Regions from separate parts of the Mus musculus genome. Here region 2 is linked to region 1. The links are chromatin contacts, called in public Hi-C maps. All regions are on one chromosome and are shown on one strand. Each heading gives the region's core, a stretch centred on a gene start, on an enhancer-like site or on the middle of the called end of the contact. The rest is flanking DNA. Distances are from core to core; before and after follow the strand shown.

Region 1 (4,782 bases), core at 1,122-3,621:
CAGAGGTTTCAGTCCTTGGTCAGCTGGACCCACTGCTCTCAGGACTGTGGTGAGGCCAGAGTGTCATGGTCACGGGAAAAAGATGCTCTGCTCAGGGTAACCAGTAAGAGGAGAAAGCAGGGGACAAGCAAAAGATGCTTATCACAGACACACCCCCAATGATGTCCCTCCTCAAACAGGCCTCACCTTCTGACGGCCACTCAATAATGCTGTGGAGTTATACGTCTACTTAGGAAGTCAGACTCCTCATGGCCACTCGATCCACTATCTGAGGACCAAGCCTTCAAACTACTAGCCTTTTGGAGCACACTTTATATTGAACTTACAGCGTCCATTCTAGAACTTCAGAACAGGACCTCCCATGCACTTCCGGTGAGAGTTACACTGTTTCAGCTGAACATGATTCTCTGGCTGGCACACAGCAGGTGTTCTCTAAGACTCTGGCTTACTGGGGACTCCCTGAGTAAAGACATGGAGTGGAGAATCGATGCAAAAAGCAAGAGGGATTTATTGTTCCAGCATGTTGGGGCCGTCCTACACGTGAGAGAGAACAGCTACGCACAGCCCATCCAGCGAGCCTTTATACAGTTCTGAAAGCAGCAGCCATTAGGCACAATGTGATTGGCAGAACAGTGTAACTTTTAAATTGATTGGCCTTTAGGGAATGAGGTAGGTGGCCAACGGTCACAGAATGTGTCTATGAGCTCTGGGCCTCCCCTAGCCACCCACAGGTGGCCAGTGGTAAGCCCCACCTCCCTGAGGTCTGAGGACTGTAATTAGCCCCGCCCTTCCAGAGGGGAGGGGTGCCTATGCTCTTTATGACCCTTCTCTTTCAGGAGGGGAGGGGTCTGGTGGAATTTTCCAAAGTTTTTGGGCTGACCTCTTCAGTTCGGCAAACATTCCCATCTGTCCAAGACTGTTCCAACATTGAAAAGGCTGTAGCGACAGTTAGTGAGCCCAGGCATGCCACCCAGGACTGCAGCTGTCACTGTTCCAGGGCAGGGCCTGGCTGGATCCCTGCCATTCCCTTGACTTCCCCGACCAACTGCTTCCCCCCATCTCCACACAGGGGCTGGCTTGGCTTCAGGCTGGCCACAGTGAGAGAGGATTGGCGGTGGGAATGAATGAGGCCGCTTGCATGTGTGACAGAGAAGACAGACATGCAGGCCGGTGATAGGTTTGCAAGCAGTCCGGAGAATGGATGTGGGACACATGGAGAAAGAAAATTCCCCAATAGACGACAAACTCTGGTACCACAGCGTCGTTCCACGTGACAGCTGTGGGGTCAGCAGGCTGCTTGATTTCCCTTAGTTCCTTCTGCCATACGCGGGCCTGAATCTGGGAGAGCGTTTTGAGAACTGGAAGAGAACAAGAGGGAAGAGCACACGCCAGGCAGCCTAACAGGGAAGGTAGCCTCTGACGGTGGTGCAAAGTTGGCCTTAGGTTTGAAAACGAACCAGGCTTGGTTGCTGGTGCCTATCACCCCAGCTACAAGAGAGGCCGACGCCAGAGGATCAAAAGCTCATGGCCTGACCAGGCTGTAGAGTGAGTTCAAGGCCAGCCTGGGCGACTTAAGGGAATCTTGTCTCAAAGTAAAAACTAACACAGAGGACTGGGGTATAGCTCAGTGATAGAGCTCTGACCTAGCACGTGTGAAGTTTCAAAACATAAGCATGTGTGTGTACACACACACCACTTGGAAATGGATAGTAAGAAAGAGCCAGGAGAGTTCAGACACTCTGGACATAGTTCATGTAAGAGGAAGCTTGTACACACATGCACATGCGCGCGCGCACACACACACACACACACAGAGAGAGAGAGAGAGAGAGAGAGAGAGAGAGATATGCATACAGCAGTAGGAGCTGTGGAGAACGGAGGGTGCATGGTTTCCACTGAGGGTCTCCATATGCAGGGACCCCCAAGCCCTGCAGAAGACTAGACACACATCTGTGGTCTCCAGCCCTAGGCCCCAAGAACAGGTCTCCACTGCGGCTTTAGACGTCTGAAGCCAGTTTAACTGTGCTTCTCTCTGTTTGCGAAGGCACTCGGGACTTGGCATACTGAATCGCCACATCTTCCTTTATGCCAGACCCCCACAGTGGGATGAGGGGAGTCCCGGTGGCTTAGGCCCTACCTGGGCTCTCTGCTCCCCTGCACCCCTTCCACGGGCGCCTCTGACACTCTGCCTTTCCCTCTCCAGTGCTTTCTCAAAGCTCCCACAGACCAGGTCTGGCCACACACCGAACCACTTTCCGTAGCTTGAAAGAATGAGATAGCCCCCAGCCTGCCCCACTGTGGAAACGTGTCACTGGTAGAAAGACCACGGGCAGAGCAGTTTCCACACAGCTGCTATTGGCTACGTCACACATTTCCGACTTCAATGACTTTTAAAATTTCCCTGTCAGCCAGGGCACTGGCAGCCTTTGTTGTGAAACGCGGTTAACACGAGGCGCTAAGTTTGGGGTTTTCTTTATTCTTTTGGTGACACCACTCACTTCAGGTCTCTGTGTGTGTCAGAAAAGTAAATCCCCTGTGAGTGTACGGCTCAGCTGAGATCTCAGAGGAATGAAGAGAAAGGGGTAGGGGATGGTTGGGGGGGGGGGGCAAGGAAAATAGAAGAGAGAGGCTGGAAGAAGGCAGGCTAGCACCCTCCCCGCTGTCCACCTGGCAGAGCAAAGCGCTCACGGGAGGAAGCCTTTTCCTGGGCGTGGTTTGCTACGTATACATGTTCTCGAGTCAGACGAATATGAATCTGACAAGTGTTCTGTCCTTCACCCTCAGTATGGTTGATAACCTCCAACTGCAAACATTCATCCATTTTGCCAGTAGCAGCAGCAGCCCTCATATCAGCTGGATGTTTTCGTGGTCTTTATAATCACAGGAGGCTGGGACGGGCTGGATTGGAGCTTGTACCACCACCACCACTGTCCGGGACGAGGTATTTTAGGTGACACCGTTAGCACAGGAGGGAAGATTTGGCTTACTAGCTCTGTATAAGCAATTGGCAAGAGCACTGGGCTCAAATTCCTATGTGTGCTTTTGGACACGGGGAGACTTCTAGCAATTTCCACTGCCCCCTCAGGCATCAACCAATCATTTGTAGGTTGGCAATGTTGCTTAGGCGACGTGGCAGACTCCGAGGGGAGTAGGGAAAAGACTAAGTATTCCTCTCTAGTGGGGACTTATTTATACCTCAGATACAAGAAAACAACTGGTCACTTCCCCCGGGAGAAGATTCCTGAATACAGAACAGATTGAGTCCAAACTCAGCCACTAAAGGCAAACAAACTCCTATACGAATGGGCCATAGGCACCTTTCCTCTGTCTTCAACTAAAACTTTACGATGTAAGCTGAGCAGGCCAGGAAGCATTCCTGACCATCAGTTTAATTTCTTAAATGTGCTCCGTGACCTCAGATTAAGCACGCCCCAAAATGTGCTCACTGCCTACTTAAACCACGACCTTGAACTGGGCATGCGCAAGAATGTGCTCCTTAACTGAGCAGGCCCAGGAACAGACCAACCCCTACAGGAATACGGAAAGGCTCCCAGAATAAAAGTCCCTGATTTACCCCCCCCCGGGGGGGCGTGGCTTTGGGAGTAGCTGCCCTGCTCTTGCCTGTTGAGTGAAATACCCGCCCCCCCCCCACCCCCAGGCTTACTTATTTGGACTTTACACCCACCAAGACACAAACCCATTGTCTCCGGCTACATCTGTCCCATTCTCTCCCCAGGGGCTCAGTAACCTTTAGCAAGCACTGAAACCCCCAGTCGCAGCCCGCCCAGGCTTTCCTCTGGGCTGTGTCATTTATCTACAGAGCTAGGCACTGAGGCAGTGGGAGGTGTCTAGTGGGTGGAAAGGCCAGAGAACAAAGTTACAGAGGTGAGTGGTACGCTGTCACTGGTGGTCAAACGCAAAAACTCACAATAGAAGGGATTCTTAGTGTTTGCCTTTTAAATAATAGGAAATGGTAATTTGACTAAAAAACATTTTTTTCTATGTAAAAGATTTGCCTGAGTTTTGACATCTTTAAGATGGAAGAGATTCTGAAAAAACAAGACAATGGGTAACTGTCTCCGCTTCCCCTCCTTACAAACACACACACACACACACACACATACACACGCACGCACGCACGCACGCACGCATGCATACACACGTGGACATGAACTCACACACACATGCCCATGTGCACGCATAAATTGCATAGAGGCGTGTGCTCAAAGCATACATGCTCACAGTCACACTGTCTGCTGACGTGCCGATATCTACCAGATACGAGTAAAAAAAAAAAACTGATTGAAGCTGGTTTGAGGACAGCAGAAGCTGTGAAATCCTGGTCCACGAGGACCATTACTGGAGGCAGGTCATGAATTATGGCCACCTTGCAGATAACATCAGCTCTGGGCTATGGCTGAAGAAGCCGTAGATGAAAACCACGGAGGGCCATTTGCTCAGACTTCACAACAGGCTAAGGCTGGTCCTTTAACTTTTCAGGCCGACCTTTACTAATTAAACAGGTAAGAGAGTCCCGGGTGGATCTTTCCAATTGTTAGCCTGTCTGGAGAAGGCTTGGATCAGCTACCTGCTGCCTCTGTTTACCTCAAGGTTTGATGTGAACATTATCACAGTTTTATGCCGACGATGTGCAGAAGTTTCGAAAGTATTGCCTTTGGTTAAGTCACAAGTTGTGACATTCAGAGCCCCAGAACCCTTCCTGGAGAGCACACACCAGAAAGTGTCTACATTCCATTAAAAACCAAAGAAAAACAAACACAC
Region 2 (4,921 bases), core at 1,916-4,415, 500 kb after region 1:
CACATATGCTATTTGGATGGCCATACCTACTTGATTACATGACCCCAGTGGTTTCGTATTTGGGATGCCCTGTTCAAGTCATGTGCCTGACAAGTGATGGCTCAGACCCCTCTCTCCTCCCTCCCCATTCCAAGGCTGAATGGGAGGGGCTAGCTGATGTCATTCTTTCAGGGAGTATACCAAAGATGATGCAGACAGGAAGTCCTTCCTTCCCTCCCATTGTCCACAGGTTCGTAAGATGCTTACCTTCATTGTTTGGCCAATGATCAAAAGAGGAGGACTTTGTAAGCCTTAATAACTCATTAAAAAGAACACAGCCAAACTTGTTTGTTAATATAGATCCATTACACTCTCTCTCTCTCTCTCTCTCCCCCCCCCCCCTTTCCTCCTCATCTCTGTCCCTTTCTTTTTATTAGAAGAATACTGGATATCCAACATAGGGCTTCATTTGTGCAAAGCAGAGGCTCTACCACAGCCTAGCATAAAAGTCTTGGAAGAAATTCAAGATAAAGCGTGTGGAAAGGATTAATATATATCTACTTCTGATTCTTAAGTTAAGTCTTGTTTGGGACCAGGATACTAAATCAACACCTATTTCCCCAAATCCACTAAGCTACTAGACTTTGTCATCAAGATGCAGTGATAACTGGGGGTGGGGTGGTGGTGGTATACATTCAGCACCTGGGCTCTGGGCTCAGCAGAGTTGCTTCAAGTCTAAAGCTAGCCTGGGCTACATAATGAAACCCTGTCTTGCTCGACCTAACAAACAAACGGATGACAAAGGTTCAGTGGTGACTGCAGCAAATATTTTTAAAAGTTCAAATAAAAAGTTAGGAAGAGTTAAGCCACACTTTGGAGAGAAGCAGAAATTTGATCTTGAGTTTGACAGTATACCTGTTTGATCATGAGTTAGTAGATCAGCTGGTATGGCTACAATCTCAGACTTAGCCTCCATGTGAGTCAAATAAATACTCTACCCTCAGGCACTGTGGTGCACATACACGCAGACAAAATACCCATACACATAAAAGAAATCTAGCATTTTTGGTTTTGAGCCTAACCTTTAGTGGTTGAGCCATCTTTCCAGCCTAAACTAATTAAACAAATCAAAACCCCAAGGCATTTAATTGGATGTTTTTGCTATTGGCTTCTGCCAGTCATAATTAGGATTTCTATTGCTTTGATGAAACACCATAACCAAACAGGAAGTTGGTAGGGAATTATTTGGAATAACTCGGTATTCATCATGAAGGAAGTCAGGACAGGAGCTCAAACAGGGCAGGAACCTGGAGGCAGGAGCTGCTGCAGGGGCCATGGAGGGTGCTGCTTACTGGTTAACCTGCTTTCTTACAGAACCCAGAACCACCAGCTTAGGGATGGCACCACCCACAGCAGACTGGGCTCTCCCCACATTGATCACCAATTAAGAAAATGTCTTAAAGCTGGATCTTAGGGAGGCGATTTCTCAGTTAAGGTTTGCTCCTTACTCTAGCTTGTGTCGGGCTGACAGACGAGCCAGCCAGCACACTGCCCCTCCCCCACCGAATACCCCAGCCTTCACTTGCTCACGTGGCAGGCCCCTGCCTTCTGGAGGAATCTCAGTGATCCTGAGAGGCAGGAAGATGTTTTAGGGTTCCATCACTCTGACAAAATACCCGTGGAAATGAGAAAGGAAAGATTTATCTGGGCTCCCAGTTTCATAGTGGAGCAGGGTATGTGGACAGCTGAACTTGTGCCGGGTCAGATGGCAGCAGAAGGGCCTGCCTGCGGGATGGAAGCCTCCCTTCTCAGATGCTGCCACGTGGCCTGATATTCTTTTGCCACTCTCTTTGCTGGCAGCCCATGCTCCTGGTGGCTCCTCATGCATGCGTGTGTCCGTGTAGCCACGTTTCCTCTCACAAGGACAGTGGGTTAGATCGGGGCCCATTCTGTGATCTCATTTAACTCAGTGGGCCTCTTTCAAGGACCTGTCTCCAAATGCAACCATATTCTGAGGTGCTGAGGTTGGGGCTTCAACTTGTGACTACTGGGGACCGAGACTCAGCCTGAAAATTCTCTAAAGCCAGGCCATAGATAAAGCTGCAGGTATTGGGATGCTGTGCTCCTTTTGGGGCAAGCAAAATGCTCACAGCTTGATTATGGTGATAATCGCACATCTCTGGAAAAACCCCACCGAAAGCCCACTGAGTCACAGGCTTTCAAGGGGGGAGTTTTGAGTATATGAATCACATACCTCAATTTTTAAAACTATTTTTAATTATGTATATACATGTCTGTCTCTGTATGTTCCTGTGCATGCAGTCGGAGGCCAGAGGCATTAGATACCTCTGGAGCTGGTGGTTGGGAGCTGGGTCCTCTGTAAGAGCATGCACGCTCTTAATCTCGGAGGTGTCTATCCAGTTCCTGTTTCAACCTTCTGTATAAGAAAGCATCCTGCAAAAGGTCAAGAAGGGGTTATATAGGTGGCTATGGGGGAAGAGAAGGGAAGGGAAGGGTGGAATCTGAAGCCCTGTGATAGCAGTCTGCGATGACTGCCAGTCTCCCACATAAGCCCTAAGAATGCTCTGCCCCCATTGCCAGCGTCTTTGACAAACCACCTGCCAGGACTTCTTTCCACCATCCAACACCCCTCAGCCCCGTTGCTCAGCTACAGAAAACAGAGCATGGTTTGCTGCTGGGAATCACAAAGCCAAGAAACAGAAGGAGCGCGCTTGGTGGGAGGGGGCTGGGCTGGAGGCGGAGCATGTGGCCAGCCAGAGCCAGGCAGCGGCTGTGGTCCTGTAGCCCCTCCCTGCCTAGAGGATGCGGCTGCTGGGCTTAGAAAAGCAACTTCCTTTCCAGGGGCGTCTGGGAGACTCAGAATTGTCTTGCCTGCTTCCTCACTTTCTGTAACTGTTCCTGTGGTTTGCCCACTTTGAGCCTCAGCCAGTTTGCAGCATCAAGGAGCTGCTGCTTCAGTGTACTCTGTGAAAGGGCTCTCTGCCTGTGTTTCCTAACTGCTTCCAGAACTGGCTTGTGCATCTTTTTGTTTTGGGGTACACACAGGCACAGGCAAGCTAACTGTCCAACACGTCACAGTATAAAAAAAGTCTAACTCTGTTTTTAAAATGCTGTAATTTTAAAATTGACGCACATTTTTGTTGTTGTTGTTGTTCCTGTGACAGGATGGCCCAGATCTTGAGAGACCATTTTAAAACGCCAAAGAAACACAGGGGGTGTCACACCCAAGTGGAGGACAAAGAGAAGGCAGCACAGCAGACCTTGCCGGAACAGGTAGCCACTATTTGTGTCGTTGTGAACAAAGGGAGCCAGTCTTGTCTTTGATCTTTCTCTATTTAACGGCTCAGTAAATATTCTGACCACAAAGCTACAATGAGCAGCGGGACATACCACTGCACACTTAGAACGGCAGTCAGTAGCTCCAGACAATTAAAACTGTAAGAACGTAAAATTACAACAAAGTTGTTGGGTTTTTTTGTTTGTTTTTTGTTTGTTTGTTTGTTTTTTGTTTCTTAAAATCAGTCTCAGTCTGTCATCCGAGGTCGCATGGTGAATGAAAATAGCTCAAAAGAATTATATGGAAAGTCTATGAACAAAGGCTCCTTGTTCTACGGCGCCCTCTGGTGGGGCTGAGAGGAAATAGCATTTCTGAAGCGAGGGACACACGTGGCTTAAAACAGGCCCCAAATGCTTCCCTGGCGTCCATTCCAGTCACTGTGACACCAAGGATCAAACTCTGCAAACCCTCCTGTGTTCTGTGAATCGTTTCTTTTTTATTTATTTATTTTTTTGGTTTTTCTTTTCGGGATAGGGTTTTTTTCTGTGTAGCCTCGACTACCCTTAAACTCCCTTTGTAGACCAGGCTGGCCAAGAACTCAGTGCCACCCCCACCTGGCTTGCCTTCCTTCCTTCCTTCCTTCCTTCCTTCCTTCCTTCCTTCCTTCCTTCCTTCCTTCCTTCCTATTTTAATTATTTTACCCTTGAGTTTTAAAATCCAGAAACTTGAGGTCTAGAGGGGAGACTGTGTCTCTACCTCAGGTAGATACTGAGACCACGGTTCTGAGTCGGAGGACCCTTCCCACTCCTCTGGATCCCCAGCTAATGAAGGGAGAGCAGGCCAGGCAGTTAGTTTTGGAGACTTGGTGGAGGGAATTTGGTTCCTTTGAAGGAGGCCAGTGGCCACTAAGGTGGGTGGTGGATGGGAGACACTGGGCGGCATCAGAAGTGGCCGCTGCATGTATCGGGCAGCAATCAGGCTGCAGGGCACAGGGACACGGCTAAGCATGTGGGGTTGAGGAGCAAGACCAGAGTGTACAGACTCTTTCCTGGGACCCCGATTCTGCCGTTTGGGCCCAAGCAGTACCAATTCACCCCTCTGTTTGGTGGTGAATGGGCTGAGGCTGTGAGCTTAGGGCCTGTGCACCAGCGTAGACAGAAGAATGAGGGCTGGCAAAGACAGGGAAAGAATTGGAACCATGAAGCCATCTCAAGAGTCTTAGTGCTCTAGGACAGGGAGTGGTCTTATTTGGGAAGGAATTCATTTGACCTGCTTGGTACTCACCTGATACATCAGGCATTTGAGACTCGTGGTACACAATCACCAACTGCCCCAGATTTCTGTATCTCACGGCTGACTAGATTTCTAATTAAGCACAATGAAGAAAAACACCCCCTTCATTATTGTTCACAGATTAAAGGATACTAATGAGAGATCCATGGACTTCTAAAACAACCAAACCCCCATGGTTCAGTACCAGAAAACGCGTAGATTTAGTCTTCAATGCCACACACCCATCTCACAACCCCTGAAGGCCCACACATAGGCACACATATACAAACTCGAACACACAAAGACCAAGAAGACATATTTTAAAAGATGGCCAAGCTGGGTGGTGGTGACATATACATTTGATCCCAGCAT

Evidence for each region. A called contact is a pair of places that touch in the nucleus more often than the background predicts.
Region 2: a Hi-C map of CD8 T cells shows a contact between it and region 1, with 2.4 times the contacts expected there. The contact joins the promoter of T2 here to the enhancer-like site in region 1. A contact is called at or near these places in 1 of 15 datasets of contacts at CTCF or cohesin (large pre-B cells), 23 of 484 Hi-C or Micro-C datasets (B cells, CD4 T cells, CD8 T cells and 13 more), 4 of 115 datasets of contacts at active chromatin or transcription factors (DN3 thymocytes, large pre-B cells, memory CD8 T cells and 1 more) and 1 of 9 other capture datasets (macrophages).

The regions. Positions count from the first base shown.
Region 1 is chr17:7,872,605-7,877,386 of GRCm38.p6, forward strand. The region is part of intron 5 of Gm1604a (predicted gene 1604A); the gene reads right to left. Among named protein-coding and RNA genes, the nearest start is that of AU041480, 38 kb to the left of the region's middle. Within about 2 kb of position 2,372, at least 102 of the 459 cell types and tissues checked have an H3K27ac peak or open chromatin away from gene starts, as enhancers often do. A contact at or near this core is called in B cells, CD8 T cells, DN3 thymocytes and 6 more, where this site is marked.
Region 2 is chr17:8,369,231-8,374,151 of GRCm38.p6, forward strand. T2 (brachyury 2) reads left to right here and starts at 3,166. Exons shown (of 11, transcript NM_001161832.1): 1 at 3,166-3,273. The coding sequence starts at 3,166.